Regions from separate parts of the Mus musculus genome. Here regions 2, 3, 4 and 5 are each linked to region 1. A link is a contact called in public Hi-C, HiChIP or PLAC-seq and promoter capture Hi-C data. All regions are on one chromosome and are shown on one strand. The core of a region is the stretch at or near the end of the contact, and the rest is flanking DNA. Distances in the headings are between cores, read along the strand shown. Region 1 holds the start of Herc3 (hect domain and RLD 3). Region 2 holds the start of Fkbp9 (FK506 binding protein 9). Region 3 holds the start of Nt5c3 (5'-nucleotidase, cytosolic III). Region 4 holds the start of Pyurf (Pigy upstream reading frame). Region 5 holds the start of Herc6 (hect domain and RLD 6).

What was found. Hi-C and Micro-C count contacts between places; a contact is called where the count stands out from the background. HiChIP or PLAC-seq counts read pairs in DNA pulled down with a chosen protein or histone mark. Capture Hi-C pulls out chosen DNA fragments and counts their contacts.
Region 2: an H3K27ac HiChIP or PLAC-seq map of embryonic stem cells shows a contact between it and region 1, with 5 times the contacts expected there. The contact joins the promoter of Fkbp9 here to the promoter of Herc3 in region 1. A contact is called at or near these places in 2 of 39 promoter capture datasets (embryonic stem cells and hippocampal neurons), 1 of 484 Hi-C or Micro-C datasets (embryonic stem cells), 3 of 115 datasets of contacts at active chromatin or transcription factors (embryonic stem cells, pancreatic cancer cells and stem cell-derived neural progenitor cells) and 1 of 9 other capture datasets (embryonic stem cells).
Region 3: a promoter capture Hi-C map of liver shows a contact between it and region 1, with 6 times the contacts expected there. The contact joins the promoter of Nt5c3 here to the promoter of Herc3 in region 1. A contact is called at or near these places in 2 of 39 promoter capture datasets (hippocampal neurons and liver), 9 of 484 Hi-C or Micro-C datasets (CD4 T cells, CD8 T cells, LSK cells and 3 more), 7 of 115 datasets of contacts at active chromatin or transcription factors (acute myeloid leukemia, astrocytes, embryonic forebrain and 4 more) and 1 of 9 other capture datasets (liver).
Region 4: a Hi-C map of CD8 T cells shows a contact between it and region 1, with 4 times the contacts expected there. The contact joins the promoter of Pyurf here to the promoter of Herc3 in region 1. A contact is called at or near these places in 3 of 39 promoter capture datasets (hippocampal neurons, liver and pre-B cells), 9 of 484 Hi-C or Micro-C datasets (CD4 T cells, CD8 T cells, Th1 cells and 4 more), 7 of 115 datasets of contacts at active chromatin or transcription factors (astrocytes, cardiomyocytes, embryonic stem cells and 4 more) and 2 of 9 other capture datasets (adipose tissue and liver).
Region 5: a promoter capture Hi-C map of adipose tissue shows a contact between it and region 1, with 4 times the contacts expected there. The contact joins the promoter of Herc6 here to the promoter of Herc3 in region 1. A contact is called at or near these places in 4 of 39 promoter capture datasets (the 3T3-L1 cell line, embryonic stem cells, erythroid cells and 1 more), 2 of 484 Hi-C or Micro-C datasets (CD4 T cells and CD8 T cells), 1 of 115 datasets of contacts at active chromatin or transcription factors (pancreatic cancer cells) and 3 of 9 other capture datasets (adipose tissue, embryonic stem cells and liver).

The regions. Positions count from the first base shown.
Region 1 is chr6:58,830,191-58,832,996 of GRCm38.p6, reverse strand. It overlaps Herc3 (hect domain and RLD 3), which reads right to left and starts at 1,532. Exons shown (of 26, transcript NM_001361966.1): 1 at 1,065-1,532; 2 at 461-595.
Region 2 is chr6:56,830,491-56,833,460 of GRCm38.p6, reverse strand. Fkbp9 (FK506 binding protein 9) reads right to left here and starts at 1,402. Exons shown (of 10, transcript NM_012056.2): 1 at 1,034-1,402. The coding sequence starts at 1,254.
Region 3 is chr6:56,922,599-56,925,557 of GRCm38.p6, reverse strand. It overlaps Nt5c3 (5'-nucleotidase, cytosolic III), which reads left to right and starts at 1,626. Exons shown (of 9, transcript NM_026004.3): 1 at 1,626-1,886. The coding sequence starts at 1,749. It also overlaps a transcript of Vmn1r4 not described here.
Region 4 is chr6:57,690,750-57,693,506 of GRCm38.p6, reverse strand. Pyurf (Pigy upstream reading frame) reads left to right here and starts at 1,429. Exons shown (of 2, transcript NM_025574.3): 1 at 1,429-1,698. The coding sequence starts at 1,502.
Region 5 is chr6:57,579,659-57,582,358 of GRCm38.p6, reverse strand. It overlaps Herc6 (hect domain and RLD 6), which reads right to left and starts at 1,367. Exons shown (of 23, transcript NM_025992.2): 1 at 1,127-1,367. The coding sequence starts at 1,322.

The DNA.
Region 1 (2,806 bases), core at 283-2,782:
GCTACCTGACCGCAACTGCTACTTTCGTTTCTCCCTGTTACCATATCCTCTAAGTGCAACACAAGAAGTCACAGACAGGCACCTCCAGTCACCCAAATAAAGCAAAGGGGAGCATTAAGATGTGATAAGATCACCCACGGAGCAGCTATGTTAGTATGAGCCATTATATAGTCTGTGGTCCTGAATGAGTTTCAGACATCATTTCTACCTTCGTAAGAGAATCCCTTTCAATTAGGAAACTATCACTTTTATTTCTGAAACTGGTGCAAGGTTGTTTGTCTCCAGCTGGGGCGCTCCTTTCATTACTTACACAGACGGTTTTAAGTGGTTATACAGATCTTAAGAGATTCAAGTTTGTCCCGCAACATGAAATGCAATACCCAATGACTTCTACAACACAGTTTAGAACATTTTTGGACTCCTGGTTCTTTTTTTAACACAATGAAACCCCACTACTTACTGAACAAGTCCAACTGGCTAACAGTGAACCATGCTTCTATTTTTCACGACAAAGGAGTTTTGCATCTAATTTGATTCCTGCAGTTTAACTTCTCAGATGGGGTCAAAACTGGAGTAAGCCACCGATTTTGTTTTTCTGATTTATATCCGTGGAAAGGAATAAAAAAAAGAAGAAGAGACACTGTCATTTGCCTCTGAAAGTACCACATCGCTCTGGCTGCATTTTAAAATGCTAATCCTTTTTACTTCTCTTTCCTGTCTTTCCAATCTAAAGCTAAAAATCAGTTCACTTTATCAAATTATCAAATGAAAGGTTCTAGAAATAGCTTCCTATTTGTGGAAAGAGACAGAAGGCACATAAAAAATGGAAGATATCACTTGAATCGTCCTCCCCCAAAGCACCCCGGATGAGACAAATCCCAGTAAAACCTTCGACGCCTTAGGTAAAATTTAAGGCACTTCCTAGTGGGGCAGGTGTGAACTCTAAAAGAAAACAGCCAGGAACAGCAAAGTTCAAGCATTCCTCCCCTGGGGCCCCGAGCTGCACACGCTCCCGGCAGCAGCACGAGCGAGTCTCCCCAGGTCCAGCCCTTCAGTCCACACACCTGCTCCAGGGTCCAGCCGTCGGCTCGGCCGCAGCGGCGTCTGCACCAGACACCAGGTCCCCGAGCCCCGCCCGCCAGCTGGGTGGGAGGAGCCCGCGGCCAGCCGCAACGCGAATTCCCCTGCCGCGGCGCCGCGATGCTCTTCACGCAGGGAGGTCACCCGCCGCCCGCGGCTAAGCGGCTAAGCAGAGCCGGGAGGCGCCTCGGCGACAGGGAGCTGCGGACAGCCCAGCCCCCTCCTCCGCGGGTGCGGCGGGCTCGGTGCCCTGAGATCCCCGCCCCGCCCGCACCTGCACCCGGGTCCGCAGCGCCGACCCCGCGGTCGCAGCCCTCAGGCAGCTCGGGCCTCCCCGGCCTTCAGCGTCACAGTAATAATGAAGTTTCCCCCGCACTCCCGCGGGCGCAGAATGAGCTGGGAGACCGACTTCCCGCCTGGCCAATGGTGGCGGCGGCAGCGGGGCGGGGCGCGGCGGGTGCGGAGAAGGCGGGGCGACGTCGGGGCGGGAGGGGCCGGGGAGGTGACCGGGAGGGGGCGGGGAGGTAGCGGGACTCCCGGCGGGGAAAGAAACCTGGAGGGGGCGGGACCTAGGGCGAGGGAGGTGACAGGGAGGCGGTGGGATCGGCGGCTGGGAGGTGACTGGAGGTTGAGGGACCCACAACCAGGTGTGGTAGACAGATGGCAAGACCCTGGACCCAAAATGGGAGAATGCAGGAGTAACCTTTGCTGGAATAAAATTGCTTTTCGCCAGCGAGGATGCAAAGGAGCGATGCCCAATGGTGTGGGGGTTTTGGTCGATTGGGTTTGTTGCTTGCTTGCTTGGTTGCTTGGTTGGTTCCTTTTGGTTCTGAATTCAGGTTCTTATTATTCATGCAGAGGTGAGAGGGGGAACTGGGACTGGCATGGTGAGCTGTAAGGTGGCTGCCAGAGCAGAGGGTAGTTCCAAATCCCTGTCACTCAGGGGCCAAGAACTGCGGGCCCGCAGTGGTGCAGAGTCAGGCTTGACTAGAGAGGAGAGCACACTGAAGAAAACAGAAAGTGTGAGAATCACCAATTCTAAAACCATAAAGCCCCACCTTTGGTCTAAAACTCCCGTGGGGGACGGGGGTCTGGGGGTGGGGAAGAGTGGATAGAAGTTTCAGCTCCACTTTCCCAGGCCTGTAAGAGGATATTCAAGCTTTCTTCTTCTCCCAAGGCCAAAAATGCTCTCAGCTACGGCTCCTCTCATCTTCAAATAATCTTCAAGAAAACTATATGGTAACAGTAAACTGATGTATCTGCCTGCCTTGAATTTGAAACGCTGAACATGGGGGCTTTAACCCAAAAGAATGTACAAAATTCTCCAAAAACTAGTTTAAGGTGAAGGCATGAGCCCATATCAGCATATACAATCCTGAGAATATGTACAAACAAGCACCTCTTAAAGGGACTCCTCAGTACATCCTGACTTATCCATATGTAACAATAACAAAAGAGACCATTCATTTGAAGGGGAGCACATGAGAGATGCTTAAGGAGTGGTAGTGCTATATTTTTATTTTAATTAAATTTTAAAAGGAAAATGACTCTAAGTAGAAGAAATTTCATAATCTGACATATCCAGAATAATTCAGATCTCATCAGGTCTTCAGGCTTTGAAAACCTAACATATTAACCAATAGAAAAGAAATCTCAAGGACTGATAGATTCTGAGGATAGGGCAGGAGACTGGTATATCCTGAGAAATACAACAGTGCCCTGATAT
Region 2 (2,970 bases), core at 153-2,652, 2.0 Mb after region 1:
AGCCCTATACATTCTAGGAGAACTACATAGCAGGGGAATACCTCAATTAAGGTGGGTTGGTATAAAAACTACAACTGAAACAATGGTATGACTAGGACTGAGGATATAGCTCAAAAATACAGAGCTTGCCTAGAATGTACAGTCCTGGGTTCAATCTCCCTGTGCACCCCCCAAAATAATTACCACTAAGGAGGACTAACCATATCTAAGCCTTTGCTTTGTGCCACATAGTACTGACAACCTTAAATGTTTTTACATACTCATGTGTGGCTGCTTATATTGTACATAATAAGCCCATTCAGGCACAACAGTTCCCTGTCTAATGGAGTGCTTCACCACAAGGACACAGCCCAGGGTTAGAAACAGCAGCCTGAAGAAAGGGGCAAGGCTGAAATGAGCTGAAAACTTAAGTTACATGAGCAAGCCCAGGCCATCTCTCCCACAGTTTTTGTAAAGCCAGAAGGGGAGGGCACAGGAGTTGCACACAGGCACAGCATTTGAATTCCCACAGCCTGAATCCAATATTTGCACAGGTCTCACTGGTCTTGGTTACTTAATTGGTAAAAAAAAAAAAAAAAAAAAAAAAAAAAAAAAAAAGTTTCTTCTTGTAACTCCCCAAAGATTTAAATGAGCTCGTGCATATATATATATATACCGTTGCCTAACACCTCAACAGTTCAGTACAGTGACTGCAATTATGGGACACCTACCTCCTCCTCCCACTAGTCAATGCTAAGGTTGGGTTGTCTAGACAATCCAGGGATGAAACCCAGAGACCAGTCAAGACGGACCACCAAGAAGGCGGGCGAGCATCACCCACTCTTGGAGGTCTCGCTGAGTGGCCATTTTACATGTCTGAAAAACGTGTTCCGCTGTGCGGGGCAGAGAGGAAAAGAGGAATTGTCCTGTCCGCAATCTTAAGGTCCCAACTATGGCTGAAGGCTCAGCACACCTCCAAACGCATGGGGAGGGCGGCGGAGGGGGTGGGGGCGGGCTGGTGGAGGTCCTTGGGGAGTGTGGGGGCACGGGGTACCTGGAGTCGAACTTCTGGCCGTCGAGGAAAGTCCCCACGTAGTGGTAGCGCACGAAGTCGCCACTGTGCACCGTGCGCGGACACTCATCAGGCACGAAGCTCTGCTGGATCTGAAGTTCCGAGCTCACAGCCAGGCCCAACACCGGGGCTGCCTGCCCGGTCACCCAGAGCAGCAGCAGGAGCAGCGACCGGCGCCGCCAGCCCCGGGCCCCTAATGCCATCGCGCGGCCTGGACTCCGGGGAGGCGAGGGGCAAGGCTGGGCGCGCCGCGGCGATGCAAACGTGGAAAGGTCTCCCGGCTAGCCCCGGGCCGCAGCGCCCGCCCCCCGCCGCCCGCGTCCGCCCCGTGCCGGGCCGAGGGGAGGAGCCGCGCCCAGCCCGAGGGGCGTCCACCGGCCTGGGAATTCCTCTGCCTTCCCCGCCTCCAGAAGCCGGGAGAGGATCGCTCTGACTGCCAGGCCCCGCGCCTGAGCACTGCGGATCCCAAGAGACGATATGGAGACTCCTACGTGGCAGCGGATCCAGTTTCCCCTTGCTGCTCTGGGAAAGGAAGGAAACTTAAGAGTCTTTTTTAAAAACTTAGTTACTGGGGGTGTACATACACAATAAACAGGCTGGAACTTCCCTCAGAATGTTTTTGAGTTGCTGTGAACTAATGTGGTCAGTGAATTAAGTTCCTAACACGTGACAGCTTGGCCAGCGCTCCAGATCCCACAAGCGACCCCTAGTTAAATGAATCCTCGATTTATTAAAGCTTTGGAGTATTAAAAGTAAATCAACAGAGCTTTCTCAATTTGTTTTGGGAAGCTACCAAATAATCCAGATACCAAAATCTACTAAAGACACCCACAAACGAGAAAAATAAGCAGTTGGCACCAAACAAGTTCTTTTTTTTTTTTTTTTTTTTTTTAGCAAAGATGCTAAATAAAACTTGAGCAAATGGAACACAACAGCTACCTGAGTGAGCTGGTTAACAAAGTATCAGAGACATCTGCAAAGTGAAGAGAAAACAAGATACTTTAAAAATTAGTATAGAGCCTATGATTAGAATCCAACGATCTAATAAGAAGCTATAGGTGGCCCTCAAAAAAAGGTTAGTGATCAGTTTTCCTACTTGGAAAAAAACAAAAACAAAAAACCTTGGAGTGTCCTAAGTTACAGAACAAGAGAGAGAGGAAAAAAGAAATCCGTGCTAACGTCACTTCAAGTTAAATCATCAAAGGAAAAGAAGAGAACAAAAAGGCGCTCCACGTTGCTTCCCTGGACCTTGAAAATCAATACCGCAATCTACTTTTAGAATCAAGCAACCTGAGAATCAATCAAAACCTTTCTTTACTCTCAGCTCCTAACTGCCGGGCCACCTTTCCAGGGCTCCCTTCCAGCTTTTCCCCAATAGTTTCAAGGCTGAATTTAAGTCTTCGTCCATTTTGAGTTGACCTTTGTATACAAGAGATGTGGTTCTAGTTTATCTAGCCTATGCATATTCAGTTCCCCAGCACCATTCATAGAAGACAAGGTCCTTTATCCAGTGGCCGTTCTTGCTGCCTTGTGGAAAAACCAGATGGTTGAGTATATGTGTGTGAGCTGTGGATTGAACTTTTGTCTTACAAATTCTTGATAAGTTACGTTAGCACGGGTTTCTTTTTTTCCTCTATCCTACGCAGAGCAAAGCCTTCTCAGAGTCTCAAGTAGGAAGGAGGACCTGGACTTAATACCCAGTAGCCATGTGGTAGCTCACAGCTGTCTGTAACTCCAGTTCCAGGGGAGCTGAGGTCTTTTTCTGTCTTCTGTGGGCATTGCAGATCCGGTACACAGATACAGTGGCAGGCAAAACATGCATACACCTAAAGGAAATATAAATAAAGATTATTTTTTTCAAAAGAAACACTTCAGGACATTGGTCTAAATGATGATTTTGATAAGACTCCAAAAGCATG
Region 3 (2,959 bases), core at 377-2,876, 1.9 Mb after region 1:
TGTGAGAATGCCCCCCCTAGGCTCATACATTTGAGCATATGATCTCCAGTTGGTGGTGCTGTTTCAGGAGCTTTAGAGGTGCAGCCTTCTTCGAGGAAGCATGTCTCTGGAGCTTTGCTTTAAGGGTTTGAAGACTGTCCCACTTCGTTTGCTCTCTGTACTTTGTGCTTATAGTTGAGATGAAAGATGTACCTCTGTTACCATGCCAGCAGCCTGCTGCCACCTGCTGCCATGCTGACCCCACCATTATGGATTCTTGTAAATTCTTTCTTTCTTCTATAAGGGGTCTTGGTCATGGTGTTTTATCACAGCCACAGAAAATTAATACAAATTCCTTATAATTTTAAACATCTCTAGTGTAGAAGAAATACACATTTAAACAGAGAGAGAGAGACAGAAACAGAGAGAGACAGAGACAGAGATTGTTGAGATTGTCATTAGTAAATGTATCAGGTCAAGAGCTTCTCCAAACAGAATTGTTGAACTTGAGGGTTGGTAATAGGCACCCTATCGCTGAGCTCACACCTTTATCCCCTGGAAAGATTTTCATCTGCACAAGGCAACCTTTAGTCACCATACATTTCCCCTCCTGCAGACTCCAACTTGCTCAAGAATGTCAAATATAATACATATTCCTTTCAGTAATTTAGGTGGTATATTTCAGCCTCAATTTTTGGCCATTTCGTTAAGGCTTTGACCCATGGCCCTGGTTAATCAGCCACTGTACTCCGAGCAATCCTCCTGCCTGAGGATCCTACATGCAGGAATCAGAAGCATGCTCCATCATGACCAGCTTGAGTCTCATATTTCTGTGGAACTTCTGTTTGCACAATGAATTGTTCTACTCAAGATAATGTCTATGTCAATTTGCTTTAGACCAGCTAATAAAAACCTAAAACAGAAAAATAATTCTTTCTCTCCCACGGCTTTTCATTCTTAACTTCCTTCGGTTGCATATATCAGGCAGAGAGAGACAGTCTCGCCAAGCAGCAGCCCAAACCTCACAGAATCGGGGGCGACTCTCCTGAGATTCTCTCTTGCACCTCATCACACCCCACCCACTCAGCGAGAAGCAGAGTAAACTACATGAATCCCTTGAAATATACTAAGCAAGAGAGAACAACGTTAAGTTTCTCTGCACACGCTCCTAAGGAAAGTAAGCTAAAGTTGTAGGTAGACTGTGACTGAAAAGCCCAACAGCTGACAGATCTCCCAAAAACGACTATATCTAGGCCTTCCAACCCAGGATGCTACTGCGCAGGTCAGACGCAGCGCCGCTGAGCCTGCTGGGTGTCGTAGTCCATGAAGGCTAGGACGAGGCACAGTTTCTGAGTGGGTGGCGGGTGAATTTTCTCACACTGGGGCAAGACTTTGTTTTCTCGATGTTTCTGGTGCGATCTTACTGTGGACTATAGGCACAGCATAGCATCCGGGTCACCAGGATTCTGGGTTACAGATGCACTACTTGCATTTAGTAGCTAATTACAGTTGTTTCCTTCCGGGTCCTTGCGGCGTTTCCTGAAGTCAGGGTCAGAGGAAGTCCCGCCCCCACTATAAGGGCGGGATTCCGGACGCGGACCTCTTAGTCTCCGCCCCGTCGTCCCCGCCCCTCACCTCTTCTGGGCGGGGCCTCCTCGGTTTCCCCCGCGCGGGGCGGGGCTCCGGGGAAGTGTGCGGCTTGCGGCCGCGCCCCTGGGCTCGTACCCGCGGATCCCGGGCTTCCGCGCCGAGAGCACGCGGGCCTGTCAATGGACCGCGCGGCCGTGGCGCGAGTGGGCGCGGTGGCGAGCGCCAGTGTGTGCGCGGTGGTAGCAGGCGTGGTGCTGGCCCAGTACATATTCACCTTGAAGAGAAAAACGGGCCGCAAGACCAAGATCATCGAAATGGTGAGTGCGGGAGCATCGGCTCGCGCGCGAGCAGCCCAAGTGGCGTGGGCCGGCCGCGGCCCTGCGAGGGCAGCCTGCACGCGTGCTGATGCTTGACAGCGTTTGTTTCAAAGAGTGGAGAGAATAGATGCTCGGAGATAACTACCTCTTGCTGCAAAACCCGTTTCTCCAGAGCTAATCTCCAGTTGGCAACCGCCTCCAAGACGTGCAGCTAATCCGATAGTCTCTTGTCCAGGAGTCGGTTGGTTGGTTGGTTGGTTGGTTGGTTTGTTTGTTTGTTTTACATCATCGGGGCTGCCTTGGCTTACGTTATGAAAAGAGCATTTTCAGTGTTTTTTTAGAAATGCCAATATTGAAACAGCTCGATTATTTGAATGTTCTTCCTTGTTTTATGTTCCAAGAAGTATTCATGTGTCAGTCCCCCAAAACTCTTTCCTAAATCCTAGAAATGTACTTTTAAGAGTTAATTGCAGTCTCGTTTAAATTGTTTGTCTCAAGAATTCCATTTGAGGTTTGTTTTAAGGCGATTTGTTGATCCCAGAATGTCTGTTTCATTTAGGGTTGTTTTGATGTTACTGTTGTTCCATCTGACTTGAGCATGCATGGTGAGTGTGACTTACTTACTGGAGTACAAGTGAGCATCCAGAACTAAAATATAAAGTTGAGAAACTATTTCTATTGAAACTAATATTTTAAGTGAATTCCTTTATTCCTGGGTTATTTTCTTTATATACCTCTGGTTGCAAACATTTTGTGTGAGAAGTTTTGCCTCCCTCCCTGTCTAGCGAATTTACATGGCTTTATTTTGTTCCATACTCAAATTTTATAATTTTCCATCAGTGGGAAAAAGCTGATTTCGCTGTCTTTCTCTATGTACTTAAACAGTGGGCTGATTTTTCCACGAAATCTTAAGGAAGAGTTTTACTTTCATTGTATAAAGTACTAAGGGACCAATAATGCCAAATATTTTTTGTTTGTACTGTACAAGTCAGTCTTTATATGCATTGTTTTAAACTATGCGTCAGACCCCCTAATAGTTTTTCAGTAGAAGATGTAAAAGAGTTTAATATTTT
Region 4 (2,757 bases), core at 180-2,679, 1.1 Mb after region 1:
GTGAGTGATTTATGCTATAACTCACAACTAAAATAGCCTAACCTTCATTGCTTCTGGGGGCTGCTCAGAAATTGTTTTTGTTTGTTTTTTGTTTTTGTTTTAATTGACAAGTTAGGAAACACAGGGACCTGGAAGATCCATTTCCGCTTCACCCAGTAAGAAACTAGTCCAACTGGCTCTCAGCCTACACCCAGCTCACAGCTGTAGAGACATTAGCTCTAAATTGTTTTATTGTTTTAAAAAGATGTTTTACAACTTAGGACAGTGCAGGGTAGGCAAGCCTTCTGCTGAGTCCCACTCATGGCCTTAATGTTAGCATTCTTGCCATTTCCTTCCACGCTCCCTCATCATCTGGGTGACCTCCAGAGACCAGTGTTTTTGCAAGGATATCAGAGAGCTTTGCATACATCTTGGGACAGGAGGAGCCTGGGCTGGAGAAAGCAGGTATGCAGAGGAGACATCTGTAAGGTCAGAGTTATCTTTTGCCAGAAGTTCAGCTAAGTGACTTCCTGCCTTTCTTGTTCCTGCCCTTTTGTCCCTTCCCTCATAGGTCACATATAGTGGCAAAGCTTTGAGGCAGAACATGTGTACTTTTCAAGAGCTCAAAGGACGAACATTGACAAGATTTCAGTAGCCATATGGGTTCCCAGCAGACAGCTAAAGCCCCTCAGAAGTGCCAGCACTCCAGAGGCCTTTCCTACACATTAACTCAATCTCAGCTGCCTCTGTTTGACTTTCAGACATTCCCGCCTGCGACTCAAAGCAAACTTTGTTAATGCTGTGACCCTTTAATACAGGATGCTGTAATGACTCCCAACCATAATATTATCTTCATTGCTACTTCATAACTGTAATTTTGATATTTATGAATTGTAAATATGTAAACGTCTGTGTTTTCCTGTGGTCTTCAGTGACCCCTGTGAAAGGATCCTCCTGCCCCCCAAAGGGGTCCAAGCATGCATTAGATGTGCTTTACCATAGTATTCACAACTAACAACCCTCAAGTTGTAAAAGCCTTCACAGCTTACGGAAAAGGAGAAAAAAGCCATTTTCTTCAGGCTCTTAAATTTTTGCTTGTGATACTTACTGTATGATTAATATTAAACCTGCTGTTGCCTCTAACACAATATGCTTGTGTTGAAGAGTCCTTGAAGATAAAACTAAGTTGAAGCCGAGCTCCGTGTGACTGGAGTCCGGTCCCTGACTAATTGGCACCTTTGTGATTAGCCCTACTGAAAAGTTGGACACCTGAATGAGTACTGCTTTAGTTTACAGTTTTGTAAAAGCGGTGGTGCAGCCACTGACCCGGGGAATGTCGGTCTGCCCTGGGAACCACACCACCGACTCAAGCTGTGCTGGCGAAGCAATCAGCAGCGCACCGGGGGCGGGGCCGGGGGCGGGACCGGGCGCCGGGGGCGGGGCCGGGCCAGGGTGACCTCCGCGGCTCTGGTGTGAGAGCAGTGAAGTTCCGAGCGCTGCTTCGTCCATCTTCTGAGCCGCCATGCTGAGCGCCACGTGCCGCAGGCTCGCCCCGGCGCTGCGGAGGCTCCGCGCACTGTCTGCAGTCGCCGGGAGGTTTCTGCAAGTGCCCGGGGCCAGGCTCTGCTCTGACCAGAGCGAGAGGGCTGAGCAGCCCCACACCTTCCACCCGGCGCTGCTGCAGTTCCTGGTGTGTCCGCTCTCCAAGAAGCCGCTTAGGTGAGACTCATCTGCCGCCTTGGCCCGAGGAAGGGTGGTGGCCTGTGGGCCCGCCAGCGGATCAGAAGCTTACTCCCTGGATGCCATCCGCCCGGCCGACCCCTATGCTAGGGTCAGCCCCGCCCAGGACCCGCGTGAGCTTTTCTCTGGCTCGCCATTGGCTGCTCTTTACAATCTCTCCTGGAGGCTTTAAAGAAAGACTTGGTTTCTGAGACTGGCTAGGCTCCAGAACCTTTTGAAACACAGTATCAGGGCCAGCGTCCCGACCGACCTATCTACCTACCTACCTTCCTTCCTCTCTCTCTCTCTCTCTCTCTCTACCTTTTGAAACACAGTATCAGGGCCAGCGTCCGGACCGACCTATCTACCTACCTTCCTTCCTCTCTCTCTCTCTCTCTCTCTCTCTCTCTCTCTCTCTCTCTCTCTCTCTCTCTCTCTCTTTCTCTCTCTCTCTTTCTTTTCTTCCTTTGGCTCGTTTCTTCATTCTTTCCTTTCTCCCCCCCCCCTTTTTTTTTGTCGCACGTGCACTTGCCTGAGTGTGTGTGTGTGTGTGTGTGTGTGTGGAGAGAGAGACAGAGACAGGGAGAGAGACATTCAGACATGATCAAAACTCAGGGCAAATACTATTGACATACTGATCTTTCCAGCCTCTCCATTCTTTGATGGGGGAAGGGGAGACAAGTTTCTCTATTTGGTTTGGTCTTTCCTGGAACTCTTTTTATAGCCCAGGCTAGCCTCAAAGTTGTGATACTTTTCCTGCATCAGTCTCCTGAGAGCAGGAGATTACAGGAGTTAACTACCACTTCTGGCTTCAATCTTTTTTTGTTTTGTTTTTGTTGTTGTTGTTTGCTTTTTTTTTTTTTTTTTGATTTTTTTGTTGTTGTTTTGTTTTGTTTTTCGAGACAGTGATTCTCTGTGTAGCCCTGCTGTCCTGGAACTCACTTTGTAGACCAGGCTGGCCTCGAACTCAGAAATCCGCCTGCCTCTGCCTCCCAAGTGCTGGGCTTAAAGGCGTGTGCCACCATGACCGGCTTGGCTTCAATCTTTTTAAAACGCCTA
Region 5 (2,700 bases), core at 118-2,617, 1.3 Mb after region 1:
GCCTATTCATTTTTTTCAAGTTAAATTTGTAGCTTCCAGAAACTGAATCCAAAGGGACAGAGGAATAGTTTTCGTGTTCTACACAGTTCTTCAAATTATTCTACACACATAATCAAATATAGTCAATGGGAATGTAAAATAGTCCAGTGGTAGAGTGCTTGCTTAGCATATAAAGTGGCAAAAATAGATAATTAAAACCAGAAAAACAAACTAGAACTTTAGTTAGTTTGAAGTTACTTAGAAGTGAATCAATATCATATATAAAATCCCCTAGTGGATTAATGTTTTGGTAAAACCACAACTTCTTGTTTAGATACAATTACAATAACTCATAATGACAAAATTCCTATAAAAATTAAATACATAAGCAGAAGATAAAACGAGGAGCTGCAATGGTCTTAGAGTTGCTTTTGGTGTAATTATAGGTGACTTTTTAAATTTTAAATATTTTATTATTTTTACGTGTGTGTGTGTGTGTGTGTGTGTGTGTGTGTGTGTGTGCGCGCGCGCGCTTGCGCTTGCGCATCACTGTGTGCATATATGTGTGTGCTGGTACCCATAGAGGCATAGGATCCTCTGGAACTGTAATTATAGGTAGTTGTAAACTGCCGCATAAGTGTCAGGAGCTGAACTCTTAACCACCGAGCCATCTCTCAAGACCCTACAGGTGGCTTCTTTAGTACTTTCCTACATCAGCTTTAATGCCGAAAAATGCTATTATACTTTTTTAAAAAAACAAAAAACAAAAACAAAACCTTAGGAGAGAAGATGCCCCAAGTTATTGCTAAGCTTTTCGGTTTGGAAATCAGATTCCCCCCACCCCACCCCCTCCAGAAAGTTCTCTCAGGCTTAGCTTGGTAAGGAGGAGGGACTTTCTTTCTATCCAGAGGAAAGCTTGCTTTTTTGCTTTCAGTTTCTCAATGAAGAGGAATTGGAAACCGAAACAAATACAAACTCCAGAGCTCTAGGAGTTGACCAGTTGATGCAAGCTGCTTAAAACAGGGTTCCAGCTTCTGATATCCCTGGTCCAGCCACCCGGTATCCCTGGTCCCCTGGTCCCCTGGTCCCCTGGACCCGAGGCCCCCACATACTGTCCTGAGCACCTGCTCAGGAGCTTGGAAGTCACCTGGCCTTTCGGTACTCTGGTCTCTCCTCTGGCCCAGCTGTCCCCAGCTGTTGTCCCCGCAGGAATACACCCTGTGGTTGCTGAACAGTAGGAGCGAGTGGTGTTCCCCGCTGGCTGCCTGCAAGAGTTCAATGCCGCTGGTTCCCGCCTTCAGGCGCCGAGGCTTCCGGCTTCCTGCAGCCCAGCTGAAATACATCCCTGCGGTGCACAGCCACCCGCGGCTCTGGTATGTCAGATGGGCTCCCAAAAGCAAGTGACCTAGCTTCCCTAACTCCTCCCAAGGGCACTGCCCAGTCCCTTACGTCATAGTTCTTTCCAGTAAGTGCCTGCTTGTCCCACACCACTAACATCTTTCTCACAGGCATTTCTAGGGTCATTTTGAAACCTGGCTGCTTGAATTTTCAGTACTGAGTATCTGAGAAGACAGGGAAGAAGAAAGTATCTCCATCATGAGTAAGCCACTTGTGAGTCCTGATGCTCTGGACAAATTTCTAGGTCTGTGAAATATTTATTAAGTGACAATATCCACAAGTTGTAGCAATTTCAGTGGCAACCAGTTCCCAGGGAATCTGCTTTCCTTGGCAATTCTAGCTGGGGTTCTTTTATTCCAGTCTTGATTATTAATTTTCAGATCACACATTAAGCACCACATGGTAAACCTATATGTATAATAAATAGATTATGGAGTATGTTCAGGGGGTTACAGAACTTTTTTGAGAATTTCAAAGAGGCCTAGAAAGCCAAAGCTGGGAAGCCTGTAAGGATGTAATTAATAATGAACCCTAACTGAGCTGCAATGGAGAAGCTGCTGTCCAACTGAATCCAACTGCAGAGTAAGGGCAGGGGCCAGATATGTAAAGAAATGAAAACCTTCACATCAAAGCTACACAAGCCAACAGAAAAAAAGTGAACACTCTTTTGCAGGTTTGCTGAGCTCTGAAGGAATTTAAGGGAGACATCTTTAGAGCTGTGTGTTCCAAGGTGACTCTGGCTCTCTCTGGCTCTCTCTCTCTCTCTCTCTCTCTCTCTCTCTCTCTCTCTCTCTCTCTCTCTCTCTCTCTCTCTCTCTCCCTCCCTCCCTCCCTCCCTCCCTCCCTCCCTTTCTCCCTCCCTCCCTCCCCACCTTTGAAAACAAACACAGCACTGAAAGGGTTGTGGGTCACTGTGTTTATTCCCATCTGCTGCAGGTTGAAGCCTCTCTAATGATGGCTGAATAAGGCACTGCCATATGAGCCTAGCAGACTATTATTGAGTCATTTTATTGTTACCCTTTTGTTTTTCTTAGACCAGTAGTATTTGGTTTTGTCCTAGGTTCTGGTTCTTGGTCACCTGAGCAGTGTCAGGTATGGGTTCCTTCCATCTCATGGTGTAGGCCTTAAGTCAAATCTGAAATCAGTTGGTTACTCCACGTGGTTTGTGCCACCATTGCCCTAGCATATTTTCCAAGCAGGACAAATTGTAGATCAAGGGTTTTATGGTTGGATTGGTTTACTTTTCTCTTTTAGCAACCTGCAGAGTCCCTTTGCCTGTCATAGACATTAGAACATGGGACTCCACATTCAGTGCATTGTGTG